2 separate regions of the Zea mays genome follow, and region 2 is linked to region 1. A link is a contact called in public Hi-C data. All regions are on one chromosome and are shown on one strand. Each heading gives the region's core, a stretch centred on a gene start, on an enhancer-like site or on the middle of the called end of the contact. The rest is flanking DNA. Distances are from core to core; before and after follow the strand shown.

The links. Hi-C and Micro-C count contacts between places; a contact is called where the count stands out from the background.
Region 2: a contact with region 1 is called in a Hi-C map of leaf, with 4 times the contacts expected there. The contact joins the promoter of LOC100384002 here to the promoter of LOC100276798 in region 1. A contact is called at or near these places in 10 of 25 Hi-C or Micro-C datasets (bundle sheath, ear, endosperm and 5 more).

What each region holds. Positions count from the first base shown.
Region 1 is chr1:286,556,789-286,564,615 of Zm-B73-REFERENCE-NAM-5.0, forward strand. It overlaps LOC100276798 (SecY protein transport family protein), which reads right to left and starts at 2,924. Exons shown (of 6, transcript NM_001150508.1): 1 at 2,786-2,924; 2 at 91-318. The coding sequence starts at 248.
Region 2 is chr1:286,692,345-286,700,171 of Zm-B73-REFERENCE-NAM-5.0, forward strand. LOC100384002 reads left to right here and starts at 4,079. Exons shown (of 3, transcript NM_001176613.1): 1 at 4,079-4,292; 2 at 4,701-4,873; 3 at 5,069-6,122. The coding sequence starts at 4,104. The coding sequence ends at 5,921.

The DNA.
Region 1 (7,827 bases), core at 1,674-4,173:
GTTCGAATTGAATAACTAACCTTAGGCAGAAAAGTTAGGCAAAGTGTGGCAACTGAGGTAGTGAACCAAACAGGCCCTTAATATGCTTACCAGATATTCGTAGCAATGAACAGAGAGATACCAGATCCCAAACCATAGCCTTTCTGTAGGAGTTCATCTAGACAGATGACAATGATACCAGCAAAGAAAAGCTGAAGTATAATGAGGATAGCATTCCCAGTTCCAAGTTGGCTCACACTGCCATACATTCCAGAGAGAACATACGCCACGGCTTCTCCAATGGCAATAAGGATACCAAGCAACTTCTGCGCACCATTTCTGGGTAAAAAGTACACTATGAATCACATGAAAACACCAGATACAAGAATAAAAACCATAAAGCTTTGCAGTTCTCAATGTCAGTCAATTGATAAAAGGATGGATAATCAAAGCATCCACCAATACATATAGAATTTGATGTCTATACTACCCAACAACACTTACAGCAGAGCACGATCCTCCCTCACACTGTTGTCAACTTCAATAATCTTTGATCCCACTAGAAGTTGCATCACCATTCCAGATGTTACAATTGGAGTGATACCCAGTTCCATAACAGTACCACGGTTTGATGCAAGAATAACACGCATCCAGTAGAAAGGGTCAGCGCCAGTAGTTGAATGAATGCCATAGAGTGGGAGCTGGCTGCAGACCAGAAAAATGAAGAGAGAAATGACCGTGTAGATCACTTTCTCTCTGAATGGTATTTTCCTATCAGCACTCTGTACTTCTGGCAAGAAAGCCAGAAATGGCCTCACAAGATGCAGTACTCGAAAACCACCAGCCATCTCTCTATATTAAAGGAGATATTGATCAGCATTATGTACAATGTGCACCAAATCTAGTAACATAATGAAACCTTCCTACTCTATGTGTGGTCACAATTCTAATGAAAAAGATGCATCCATCCATTAGAGTTAAAACATAAGCGAGCCTACCAAAATACATGTACATGCAGACAAAGGAAGAGCAGCACAAGAAAATGAAAACCAGAGCTAATATAACCATCAAACGCGTAATACAAAGTGTGCAGAGAAAAATATATTCTTGCATCAATTTGCCATGTGACCCACTCATTTCCTTGTAGTGACTTGAATACTTGATAGATGCGATTTAGTCAAGAGAAGCGGTTTAGGTAGTGTCTGGTTCCGGAATATGGTGGGACGGAGCCGCTCTGCTTCCAATTTGTTGTTGTTTGGATTGGTTCCATGTAGGACAGAGTGGCTCCAAAAAAGAAAAAATATGCTTAAATGATGAACCATCTGGCTCTCCTAAATCTCTCGGACGGATCCACTCTCTGGTATGGAGCCATTCCATCCCAACTGACTTTGGAACCAAACACTACAGAGCTGTATGTTACCTAACTGCACAGAACCAAGAAGTGAATTTATGGTACCTATTATTGCCAACACGGTGGCGAGGACGCGGGGAGAGTGGGGATGAAGGATGATCCAAATAATATTGCCCAGTGAATTTGAGTAAAGGAGAGGGGTTTATCTAGCGATCCGAATCATTGGTTTTGATGGCGTGTTAAGTCTGGGTGCAATTTATTTGATGCATTTAGTGGAGATTACGGGTGTGAGGGTGATTTGGTTCAGTGTTTTTTGCAAAGTTTAAACTGGTGGATTAAACCAAAGGAAGTTGCAAAGCTAGAGCATTTCTATAATAGTTTATAAAAAATCACTCAGTAAAATAATAATTTTTTTCAAGTGACTAAAAAAGTTAAAAGCACAATCGATTTTAAAAGTTTCGTTCTAAAACGTAGAAGGTAATTTTATATTGGAAATCTTAAGCTATTTTTAAATCGCGCCAACCATTTCTATTCTTTTAATTTTACATTATCTAGAACAATATTCGTACTTCTTATTCTTTTTCACATCCTTCAATCTTCTTCCTTTTATGCTAGTAGCCCAGATGTCCAATCAATTTTATCGACTTCCTTTTTTTACGCTAATATGCACATGCATGCAAATCTTTTTTTTTTAACGCCAATAAAATGTCCGCCGGTGAGGGAGAGGAGGGAGCGTGAGAGATGATCTGGATGTCTGTGACCATTAGTCATTAGATGTGAGCGCGTGAGAGAAAGAATGAGGGAGAAAAGATCTAGACGGTTCAATGTGATGGTGTAGGATTTTTTATGTGTACAAAACGGGGTGCACGAAGAAAACATCTCATCGGAAGTCATTTGTTGGGTGGATCTAGATTAATTTGAACCGGTGTTTTATATAGTGTTATGGATATAGAATTATAGATTATAGATGTAGAAATTGAAAAGGAATGTTTATGTGCACCGTTCCAGGCTTCCAGCATTCGATAGCAGTAGAAAATAAAAAAATAAAATTGAAATAAGGGTAAAATACTGTTTTAGAGAAGTTGCTCACTTGTAAGTACTATTTTAGAGAAGTCAAATCTATTATTACCATTACGTAGAAGTCGATTCGCTCACTTGTAAATCCTACAGAACACAGCGACCAAGTAACTGTATATGGATCATAGATTCGTATACGGATCTGAACATTGCGCCTACGAGCTCAATCATAAAAGAACGACGAATCCTTCGAAACAAAAGGCGGAATCTCACGCCACAGATCTCGGAGAGACTCAGTGTACACATGTACACTCGATAATTTTTGAAAAAAATATCGAAGTTCGGAAACGGATCAGATCCGATCCGACTACAAGTACCTTAAGCTAGGATCTGGGTGCTCGGTTTCGCACAGCAGGAACGGAAAAGGTCTGGGCGTACCTGTTAGGTGCTCGTCGCCGGCGAAGTGCCAAGTGGCAGACCTGAGCACCTGGCTTAAGGCGGCGGCGATCGCCCAGTCGTCGCCGCTACGGACACAGAGCACGGGAGAACCACGAGAGAGAGGGTGGAAACGGAAGAACAAAGAGAGGGTCCGAGGCCCACAATTAAGTTGGAGGCGGCCGCCGATCTGGTAGATCAGTAGATGGAACAGTATGGGCTGTCTGATCTGAGAAACAAGATTTAAAACAGCAAATCAGTTACTAGGTCTGTTTAAGGCCTGTTTGATTTCAATTAGTCTAGGACTAAACTTTATTCCTAGGACTAAACTTTATTCCTTACCTATTTGTTGTAGAGACTAAACAGATTCTAAAGTCATAATAGTAACTATCCAAAGACTCAAATGCTCTTGGAACACTAGAAGACTACGTGCAACTGTGCGAGAGAGACTAGGATAGGTTTGGGCAACAGGATAATTATGGGCATTTAGTCTCTTTTAGTACCTAGGTGAAAGACTAGAGACTAAATCATTTTAGTCCATATTTTAGTCATGGTGTTTGGCAAAAAATGTACTAAATGGGACTAAAAACTAGAAACTAATCTTTAGTCCCTCTAACCAAACAACTCCTAAGATAGTTTCACGAGTTTTAGATTAAAAACAGTTTATAAAAAGTTGTTTAAATAATTTAGTTTTATGTCGGAGACCATAATTAGGGATGCCCCAACACTCCTAAACTCGGCTGGTAATCACCATCAGCACAAGCTGCAGAGCCTGATGGGCGCAACTCAGGTCAAGGCTCCGTCCACTCAAGGGACGCGATCTCGCCTCACTCAAGCCCAGCCTCGGGCAGGAACAGTAGACCCAGGCGGATTCACGCCTCACCCGAGGGCCTCCTCAAGCAACGGGTGCACCCTCGACTCGCCCGAGGCCAAGCTCGGGCAGGCTTCGCAGTGAAGCAACCTTGGCCAGATCGCCTCGCCAACCGACCGTATCGCAGGAGCATTCAATGCAATGATCGCCTGACACCTTATCCTGACGCACGTTCCTCAGTCGGCAGGGCCGAAGTGACCGCAGTCACTTCGCCCTCCACTGACTGACCTGACAGGAAAACAGCGCCGCCTGCCCCGCTCCGACTGTTGTGCCACCCGCCAGGGTGAGGCTGACAACAGCTAAGTCCCGTCTCAGGCGCAACAGGAAATCTCCGCCTCGTCCGACCTTGGGCCTCGACATCAGGAGAAGTCTCCGCCTCGCCCGACCCCAGGGCTCGGCCCCCGCCTCGGCCTCGGAAGATGGACTCCGCCTCGCCCGACCCCAGGGCTCGACCTCAGCTCCGACCTCAGAAGGAATCACATCCTCACCCAACCCCGACCTCGGCCTCAGGAGGAGTTTCTGCCTCGCCCGACCTTAGGCTCGGACCGACCACGCCACAGGAGGGATCATCATTACCCTACCCCTAGCTAGCTCAGGCTACGGGGAACAAGACCGGCGTCCCATCTGGCTCGCCCCGGTAAAATAAGTAATGATGGCAACCCGTGCGCGCCATGACGACGGCGGTTCTCAGCCTCATACGGAAGCAAGGAGACGTCAGCAAGGTCCCGGCAGCCCCGACAGTTGTGCTTCTACAGGGCTCAAGCGCTCCTCCGACGGCCACGACATCGCATGCACAGGGCTCTAGCACCTCTCCGACAGCCACGTTGGCATGTACATAGGGCTCTGGCTCCTCTCTGCCGGACACGTTAACATGTTGCTACACCCCCATTGTACACCCGGACCCTCTCCTTACATCTATAAAAGGAAGGTCCAGGGCCCTCGTACGAAAAGGTGGTCGCGCGGGAGGACGGGCTGACGAACGGGCTCTCTCCCTCTCTCGCGAACGCTTGTAACCCCCTACTGCAAGCGCATCCGCCCTGGGCGCAGGATAACACGAGCCGCGGTTCTCTTTCCCCCTTGTGTTCCATCTCGCGCTGACCCATCTGGGCTGGGACACGCAACGACAATTTACTCGTCGGTCCAGGGACCCCCGGGGTCGAAACACCGACAGTTGGCGTGCCAGGTAGGGGCCTACTGTGTGTTGACGAACAACTTCCCGTCAAACTCCAGATGGGTAGTCTCCAGCAACCTCTTCAGCCCAGGACGCTGCTCCGTTTCGGGAGTCTCGAGTTCATGTCCCTCGACGGCAGCTACGACATGGTACTCCTTCCTCCGCTGCGCGACGGCGACAACGACGGTCGTCAGCCCGCTCGACGGCGGTGGACTCGGCGACGTTTTCCCCCCATGGCGGAAGAGCAGCATCCGGGTTTGTCCCGTCGCCTTCCTCGCCGCAGGAGAAGGAGGCGGGGCAACCATGGCCAAGCAGGAGGCGACACCTTGTTGTCTGTCGAGCGAGTCGACGACGCCGGCACCCCAGCGGAGGACACGTCGGGCGTTGACCTCGCGCCTGAGACGACGACGAGCGCCGTTTCCCCGCAACGTGCCAACCCCAAGCGGACAGATGACGCCAGCACCCTCGCGGAGGACTTGCTGGGCGTTAGCTTCGTACCGAAGATAACGGTGTCGTCCGTCCCCGACGCGACTTCGTCACCGTCCATCGATCGAGAGGTACCGTCCGTTTTCCACCCTGTGCCTTTTAGATTCAACTTTGACCCACCAAGCGATCCCGCTTCGGTGGACGCTTTCATAAAGGCATATCCTAACCTTCCGGGGTACCATATGTGGTCAACCTGGGACCGACTGACGGCCATCTCGACCTACGGGCCCCCGGGTTCCGAGGAAGATGACGAGCCCGACTCTGGTTGGGATTTCTCCGGGCTCGGTAATCCTAGTGCCATGCGAGACTTCATGACCGCATGTGACTACTGCTTCTTCGATTACTCCGATGATGGCCACAGCCTTGACGACGAGGACTGTGGCCCAAGTCACGAATGTTTCCACGTCGATCTAGGGGGTCTCGACGAAGGCAACCACCTTGGTATGCCGGAGGACGATGATCCCCCTAGGCCTGCGCCCCACGTTGACATCCTGCGAGAGCTAGCTGTGGTCCCAGTCCCTGCGGGGGGTTAGGACACACAACTCGAGCAAATCCGCGAGATGCAGGCCAAGCTCGACGAGGAAGCAGGACAACTTGTGCAGCTCCGGCAAAACATCGGGCAGGAGTGGGCAGGCCGAGCACTGGCCGGAGAAGCACGTCATCAGGCCCAGGACGTCCGACACCGCATCGCTGACGATGCCAGGGCAAGGCTGCCCCCGGCTTCCAGTGGGGTCGGTCAGAATCTGGCTGCAGCGGCAATTCTACTCCGAGCGATGCCGGAGCCATCCACCACCGAGGGGCGGCGTATCTAGGGACAACTCAAGAATCTCCTGGAGGATGCTGCGGTGCGATGGGCCGAGAGCTCTTCCTCCCGAAGGCAAGGGTACCCCCCGGAGCATCGCACCGCGACTTCCCGATTCATGCGGGAAGCCTCGGTCCACACCAGGCGCACGTGGGACGCAACGCCTGCAGCCCCGGGTCGCCTCGACAACGAGGACCACCTCCGCGACCGTCGAGCCCACCTCGACGAGAAGGTGCGCCGAGGCTACCACCCCAGGCGTGGGGGACGCTACGACAGCGGGGAGGATCGGAGCCCCTCGCCCGAACCACCCGGTCCGCAAGCTTTCAGTCGGGCCATACGACGGGCACCGTTCCCGACCCGGTTCCGAGCCCCGACTACCATCACTAAGTACTCGGGGGAAACAAGGCCGGAACTGTGGCTCGCGGACTACCGGCTGGCCTACCAGCTGGGTGGAACGAACAGTGACAACCTCATCATCCGCAACCTCCCCCTGTTCCTCTCCGACGCCGCCCGAGCCTGGCTGGAGCATCTGCCTCCTGCGTAGATCTCCAACCAGGGGGAGGTTGCGGATGGATTTGGGATTATTTTACTATGGAACTTAAATTCAATTTGACATTTGCATCGCATTTGGGATTATTTTACTATTACTTTTCTTTATTATTATTAAGGTTTGGTAATTACTTACACCTAGTAATTGCTAATAAAATTTTGACCAACTTATAAAAGCAATGCTCAGCCTCAGCCTTTACTTCATTGATTAGCCTTACACTTCATGAACTCCCACCTTTGGTGAGTTCATGCCACATTATTCCCCACAACTTGTTGAGCGATGAACGTATGTGAGCTCACTCTTGCTGTCTCACACCCCCCCCCACAGGAGAAGAACAGGTGGTTCAGGAGGAGCCACAAGGCGAGGAGTATGATCTGATCTAGGTGGCGTTTCTCAGTTGACATTTGCGCCGACGATCCTTAGTTCGTTTTATATTTACTCTTTTATTTTGTAATAAGTCTTCCGCTATGTAATAAATACTCTGATGTTATTGTGACATTTATCTCTATACACTCTGTTATTATATATGTTGTCTTCTTGGCGCATGTATGAGATGCACCCGGCTTTGTCCTTTAAAACCGAGTGTTACAGAAGTGGTATCAGAGGAAATGTTGACTGTAGGACGAAACCTAGATAGAAATGGACAAAACCCTTATCTACCTACCTTACTCTGATTCTTTCTATACTTATCTTGATCCTGTCTCACCTTCTACTATTCTACTCTGATCATTCTTACCTTTTATACTCTGAGACAAGATGGATTTCACACCTTGGAATCCTACACTTATGATCTTTTTAAGAGATAGGAAACCTAAGACAAAATTAAAATTATTTTCTTTATTTAAAAATGTTGGTTGATTGTTCTGATGATCAATGCCTGATTTGCTTCTTTGATTGATTGAAATAGTATAGACGGGCATCTTAGCATGTACCACCATAAGGTAATGTATTATCTTTAGTAGGACACACTTAGCTAATAAATCACCCAAAGTAACATGCTTCGAAATTACATGCCTTGCCTACAATCCTTTCTTTCTTACCTTATGTTTCTAACCCAGATGGCTACCCCTATAGTGTTAGAAGAGAGCACTATAGACGTGATCCTTGGTATGTCATGGTTAAGAAAGGCAAGGGCAGTGTATACACTGTGCTAAGGGAACCGTAG
Region 2 (7,827 bases), core at 2,829-5,328, 140 kb after region 1:
CAACATATAATAGAATAAACATAGATATATCATTTTTATGATAATAAAATAAAGGAGTGTTTATCTTTGTTCCATCAAAACCAAGAGCATAAAGTTTCTTATCCAACTTGGCATACTAAGAATGAGGAGCTTGTTTCAATCCATATGATGGCTTGTCCAATCTACAGATATAATCAAGACATGGATGATCTTTAAACCCAGGAGGTTATCACATGTAAACTTCTTCTAAATTTCCATGGAGGACAACATTTTGCACATCTAGTTGATAAAGAGACCATCCACTAGATACAACAAAAGAAATGGTAATTTTGATAGTAGTTGCTTTAACAACAAGACTAAAGGTATCCTCATAATTAATGTCATATATTTGTTTAAAGTCCTTAGCAACTTTTCATCTTATTTTCTTTTGATTTTGTATACCAATTTGCAATCAATAACATCGCGACCCTTCTGAGGTGGAACTAGGCACCGTTTTTTCCCGTGGTGCACAGAATTCAATATCCATAGTGTTTTTCCAATGTTTATCATGCACAACTTCTAAATTTTGCGGTTCACCAGTGGTCATCAGATTTCCATACTAGACGGTACCATCTATGTTGGTTCCATACTAGACGGTACCATCTATGTAGAGTTTAGGACATATTTGTTCTCCCCTATCCGTAGAATATCCCACTGCGCGGTACACCACATGCACACTGCTTCTATATACAGTCTTGTTATGTGTTCTCGATGGAATTTTTAGATTATTCAGAATCTTTCTATGAAGATGTTGCTGACCCTGGAGAGGGTGTCACACCATTTTGTGGTGCAAATGATTAATCATAAAAAAGTCTATGTCATTGTTTATTGTTGTTTCTTCCTAAAAACTATCAATACTCGCACCAAAAGTATCAACATGATTAACCAAAGAATTAGTCACATGATCATGCGATTGCTTAACCCCAATATTTAGGAGGTGAGGTTGAAGAAGGCATATTTCCTGTTGGAGCCACTACCTAGTTGTGGAATGTAGTTCGGCAAAAGGAAAAATAAACTCATCAAAGGTAATATCCCGTAATATATAAACTAGTCCAAAATAGGTACTTGAAGCCTTTGTAAAACATGTCGAATCCTAAGACTCCAAAATATGGAACAAAATAAAAGTTTGTGAGTGTTGTATGAGCAAACGTTGGGCCAACAAACTAGTCCAAAGATACATAAAGGCTCATAATCAAGTGTTTCATGAAACAAGAGTTCCAACAATTTCATAATTGATGACTTTGCTTGGTGTACGACTGATCAAGTAAATAATAGCAAGAAAACTATCATCCCAAAATTCTAATTGCATATAGGCTTGTGCAAGGAGGGAAAGACCAACTTCAACTGTATGGTGATGCTTTCCTTCAGCTAACCCATTTTGTTGGTGTTTGTAAGGACACAATACATGATGGGCAACGCCACTACCCATCTCGCTCGACCCCAACCTCTTCTAAAAGGGTCCACTCCTGCCTTAGCATGTAAAATGATGGGGAGAGGCTCATGCTCAAGGGACAACAAACCTTGTAATCAAACACTAGAACACCCATTCACACTTGTGCACCAGATACTTGGGAACTCATCCCTCTCTCGCCCTAGTACAGACTCAGACAAGGTAACACGAGCAACACAAACTGGACATAGGGACATTCTACTCAAACTAGTATAAATCCTTGTGTTCTATTGGCATATCATTCGCTTCTAAACACACAAATCATGATAATCACTAGATATTGGTATGAAACATCACATATTGTGTTGAGCGTATGGTGCGACTCATCGTCATACCAGTCCAACATCCACTAAAACCTCTCGTCACTACACAGAATCCATCGGACCCATCCACTTTGGACCGACGAGGCAACTACTCACTGGGTTCGACAATCCTATAAAAGGAACACTGGCACAAATAGTGCCACAATATGATCTAATACATGTTGTCGGACCAATCGAAAACACCTATGAAACTCTCAGGTCTAATCACACAGATTGTCAGACTCAACGCATAGGTCTAATGAGGTACAACGATCGAGTGCTCTCAAGTTGTCTAGGTGGAGGCATCAGATCGATCCACTGTGGTTTGATGATCCTAAAACTTAGAGTTCGACACTTCGCAAACCCCTCCAACTTGTCCAGATTCAAAAATGTGGAATTGGGCTTTGACCCTTATTTCTTTTTTGCCTTTCTAAGCCACCTAAAGCTAAATACAACTAGTGTGCACTATACTAAACTTGTTACACTTATCTAGATCAAGCTAATAGCTCATACCCCTTTAATAGTATAGTTAAAGAAAAAATCAGGTCCTAAACTAATATAAATGTCAAACTAGTGCATCCTGAACCTTTTTCTTTCATCCTTTAAAAAACTGCAATGAAAATCAATAAGCAGGGGCATCAGAACCGTACATTGACCAAACCAATCTCCATCATTGTGACCTAACTCAAATTTATCTATGGCATTAGTCACAATTATCTTATATTGTCAATAATCACCAAAATACTTGAGGGACTACACCCTTTCACTCTTGAATGAGTTATGCTTTCGTAGAATAGGTTGGAGAAACATGGAGATGATGGATCCACAGGATATGTGGGCTTTTACAAAATTGGATAATCTTATGCCCTCCGGAAAAGAAAGAGCAATTGAAGATCACTATGGAGAAAACCAAGAGTGCGACAAGGACTGTTCTGGCCACCCAATTCAACTTGGGGACGTTGTCTAAATATATAACATGGTGTTGAAATGTTTCGTGGCGGAAAGGAAGTTGCGGTGAAATATTTGATGATCCCATGGAAGACTTCCACAGAAGCTTGGTGGTGTGCCTTGGATGCTCCTTTGGGTTCTAGCTGGCTTTGGGGTTTGAGACCTTTCTTCCTTTGCTCTAGGGTATTCGTTGTTGGTCGCTGAGTTCTAACTTTTCTGTTTTGCAAGGAGAGGGTTCCCTGTCTTCGGTAGGAAATAGAGAGTGTTTTGTCTAAACTTGGTGTTGTCATGGATTCTTGTCTTTTGACAATAGTTAAAAGGCTGAGGCATGTGACATTAAACCGTAAAAAAACTACAATAAATAAGTTTATCATAATCGGATAGAAATTAATATAGACTTCTGAATGGTATTTATTATGTTAAAGAAAGAATACAGAAGAAAGATAAACAAGCTTAATTAGCTGCACTAATTAAATTTATGGGTTTTAGAAAACTTCCAATACCTATATATATAGCTCAAGATTTTGGACCGTGTTGAAGCTCAAGTTGATATGCTAAAAGAAGATTAAACCTGAATAGTACTGAACAAAGTGAAAATGGAAAGAGCGGGACCGATTGTTACCTTTTTCACCTGGTGGGGCCAACTCCGAGGTCCAATGGCCGGTATAAATAGCAGGGCAAGCGGCTCCCACGCCATCAACGGAGCTTAGCCTGGGCAGCAGTGAGCAGCCGCCTTCCCCTGTGCTGCGGATCGCTACACTACACCACCACTCACCACTCAGTTACTCACCACACATCCATCCAACTATCCAAGCCCACAGTGAGGCAGTGAGCAGCATCCCCTCTCCTGTAGGGGGAGTCTGTAGTAGCAACCTGTTGTCGATCCTACTCATCAGTCATCTTCCCTGCGCAAAGCCTGCAGCTTTACCACCGCCGCCGCCGCCGCCGCCTCCTCTCCTTCGAAAGCGCGCCTCCTGCTAGCTGGCTGTCCTGAGCTCGGGCCTGTCCCGCGCACGCAATCGCGCCCTGCCTAGCAAGCTAGACAGGCGCCGCCAGTTATTGCACCGGGTGCGATATCGCGCTAGCCGCGGAGTGCGGAGTAGTGGGCGGCGGATAGGCTGCGCCGCTACTCCTTCGTGCGTGTGTGGGGAGGATTAGTAACTGTAGAGGAAGGCAGGCACGCAAAAGGACGCCCTCGCCTCCGCCTCCCGCCCGCGCACTCACGTGATTCATACTTGCGGCCTTCTCGCTCGCTCCCTTCTTCATCACCACCCCTCTCGCGCCGCAGCGGGCGGGCAACTACTATATCAAGCACCAAATTAAACCCACCCAGCTCCTCTCTCGCCCCTTCGTTCCTGGGAGACCGTACCGGCCGGCCGCGGGAGATGGTCGAGGCGCCGGCCGTCGTGGTGGTGGTGCGGGCGTACGACGCCGCGCGCGACCGCGTCGGCGTGGAGGAGGTGGAGCGCGCGTGCGAGGTCGGGTGCAGCGGCGGCGGCAAGATGTGCCTCTTCACGGACCTCCTCGGCGACCCGCTCTGCCGCATTCGCCACTCGCCGGACTCCCTCATGCTGGTACGTGTACACGTGCGTACGTGCTGTGCTCGCGCGCTCTCTGTCTGCTCTATACACCCACGTTGTGGTCGTGGCTGCCTGCGGCTAAGCACAGGCCCAGCGGCCGGCCGGCCAGATGCAGCAGGTGTGAGATGAGCCGCTGGGGCTGGGGCTGGGCTCGCCCGACCTAGCCTACCACCTGTCCTGCGCCCGTCCCCCCATGCCTCCCGCCCTCGTCTCCTTCCGCCTCGTCGTGTTTCGTTTTCGTTTCGTTTCGTTTCGTTTCTTCTCGTTCCGGTTCCGGCGCCCCGTACGTAGTACGACGTGGGTCCCGGCCGGACGGAGGAAACAGGAAGGAACTCAACTGAAATTAATGGACTGCCCGCGAAACGCATGTCTGAACGGCCGGGATATGCATTGGAAAAGCAGGTCGCAGAGACAGCAACCGGCCCCAACAGCACGGAGATCGCCGGAGTCGTCCGCGGCTGCGTCAAGACCGTCGTCTCTGCTGGCACCACCACCACCCAGCAGGCTAATAAGGACGACCCCATCTACACCAAGGTTGGCTACATCCTCGGCCTCCGCGTCTCGCCCAGCCACCGGTACGTACTCGTAGTACTATCGTCCCACTGTGTACTATATATATATACAATATTGCGCGGGTGCATGGTTGCCATCGATCAGTGCTGCGCGCCAATATAATGTTGTTGTTTTGTTCGTCGTCGTCGTGGTCATCATCATGGAGAAGAAGAATATATAATCATGGTTCACTGTTAGCTCACTGTTGCCGTGTGCAGGAGGAAAGGGGTGGGGAAGAAGCTGGTGGATCGTATGGAGGAGTGGTTCCGGCAAAGGGGGGCCGAGTACTCGTACATGGCGACGGAGCAGGACAACGAGGCGTCGGTGCGGCTGTTCACGGGCCGCTGCGGCTACGCCAAGTTCCGCACGCCGTCCGTGCTGGTGCACCCGGTGTTCCGGCACGCCCTGAGGCCGTCCCGGAGCGCGGCCATCGTGGCCCTGGAGCCGCGGGAGGCGGAGCTGCTGTACCGCTGGCACTTCGCCGGCGTGGAGTTCTTCCCCGCCGACATCGGCGCCGTGCTATCCAACGCGCTGTCGCTGGGCACGTTCCTGGCGCTGCCGTCGTCGCCGGCGCGGTGGGAGGGCGCGGAGGCGTTCGTGGCGGCGCCGCCGGCGTCGTGGGCCGTGCTGAGCGTGTGGAACTGCATGGACGCCTTCCGGCTGGAGGTGCGCGGGGCGCCGCGCCTGATGCGCGCCGCGGCGGGCGCCACGCGGCTGGTGGACCGCGCGGCGCCGTGGCTCGGGATCCCCTCCATCCCCAACCTGTTCGCGCCGTTCGGGCTCTACTTCCTCTACGGCCTGGGCGGCGCCGGGCCCGACGCGCCCAGGCTCGCCCGCGCGCTGTGCCGCAGCGCGCACAACATGGCGCGCGACGGCGGGTGCGGCGTGGTGGCCACCGAGGTCGGCGCCTGCGAGCCCGTCCGCGCCGGGGTGCCGCACTGGGCGCGGCTAGGCGCCGAGGACCTCTGGTGCATCAAGCGGCTCGCGGACGGCTACGGCTCCGGCCCGCTCGGCGACTGGACCAAGGCGCCGGCCAGACGCTCCATATTCATCGACCCGAGGGAGTTTTAGGCTGATAAGTAGTAAATACACTTAGGCCTAGCTTTAGGGTTTTTTTTTGGTTCTCCCCGGGTCGTCGTCCGTTGGATCCCGTATCCGACGGCTCCTAGTAGCTAGCTCTAGAGAAGGTCCCACCCTTTTGTGTTTCGTTTCAAAACATGTGGTAACGCGCGCTTGCTTAGGCGTAATTTCTGCTAGCGAACCGAATTAGTTAACCTTTTCGATCTTTTGATTGATGCATGTGAAACACACAGCTGCTACACCCTTTTTAGTTGTTGTAACTCGTTGGTGGACCAGGGTGGAGACCAGGGCCAGTACCTTCTCCTTTTTGGGTCCATCAGAGATTAAGCTGAGACCGCGTTGAGACAACGATCTGGACAGGAGCTGAGAACATGATTTCCCACTTCTGCCTCTTTTTTTTTTTTTGGTTTTCGTAGTATTGTTCTTTACGGGGATTATCTCGGATGTTACGTTTGGCAAAAGTATTATTGCAATCACACGGAAAATAAGCATGATCGTGGTGGTGATGGTGGTCGTGGTTTTGTTTGTTTGCCAAATGATGACACCCATGATTGGTTTGAAGATCATGAAGCTAGATCATGTACAAGGTGCTTATACCCGTGATTACGAACGCTTAAAGTGAGAATGATTGCACATTATTAAGCACTAGTACAACGGAGTTAGTCTCCGCAACGCAAACTGACTGGCGCGACTGCCTCCACTACTAGCTTGTTACTCCCTCCGTTTCGTTTTAGTTGTCGCTGGATAGTGCAAAATTGAACTATCCAGCGACAACTAAAAAGAAACGGAGGGAGTATTAGCTAGCGCCCAACCCATGTCAATTCAAAGCACTGTTGTGAACGTACGCATCTTTTAAGCACTGTTGTGCGCTACTACTCCATGGTACGGTATCGATGGATCGGCTTCAAGTGTCGTGTCGTCTCCAAGCAAGCAACAGATGATCCCTCGGTCACTGCAACGACTAGCGACAACTACTCTCTCTCTCTCTTTCTCTCTGCGTGTCAAAATTGTTGGCATTTCAAGTTTTGACATGACAATTTAAACGAAACAAAAATAAATAAATCATACAAAATTAAAAAAAGGAATAGAGATAATGATGTGTTAGGAAAAAAAATGGCAGCTATTTGAATATAAAATTTGAATCATGTAGGGTCAACATGACGGAGTAGTACCACCTGCTCGGGTACTGGAGTCTGGAGTGTGAGTCAGTCAGCCACACGTACAACTGAATTGACTTGACAAGAAGGAGACCTTGAATGCGGAAACTGTCGAGGACAGCAGCGTGAAAAGCGATGCCGGGCTTGTCAGGTGACCGTCTCTGACCGATCCGCCGTCCGTCGTCGACGAGTGGAGACTGGAGTGGAGCCGTGGATCAGCTGCCGCGCGCGCGCCGCTTGCATACAGGTACACGTACTATGATACAGGCGCGCGCGGTCGCGTCGCCGTCATTCGTGTTTTTTTTCCAAGACGAAAGGACACCGGCGCCGGCGGTGAGAGCCTGAGACTGAAAGGCAGCCCAGGGGCCAGGCCAGGTCCGCCTGTGGGATGCATGGACCGGAGCGGAAACGCTACGGGCAACTGGCAACACACAACACACACAGGCGTAGGCGTGCGTCTCCTCCTCTCAGGATCAGGATCATGGGCGGCCGCGGCCTGATCACATCCTACCGCGCGCCATCACATCGCGACGTGCACGCTGCATGTTAAAGTCCGTCACGGCACTGTGGCCGTCCGACGTGATGTGCCGACAGGGGCCGTCCCTGAATTTACTCATGTCACCGGCGTCACGGCGCCATATCAATATCATGCGGACGCCAGGCCAGGACGCCGTACGCGTTTAATTAAGCCCCGTGTTTTGACCTTAATCTAACCGCGCTCGCGCCCCCTAGCGATAAAA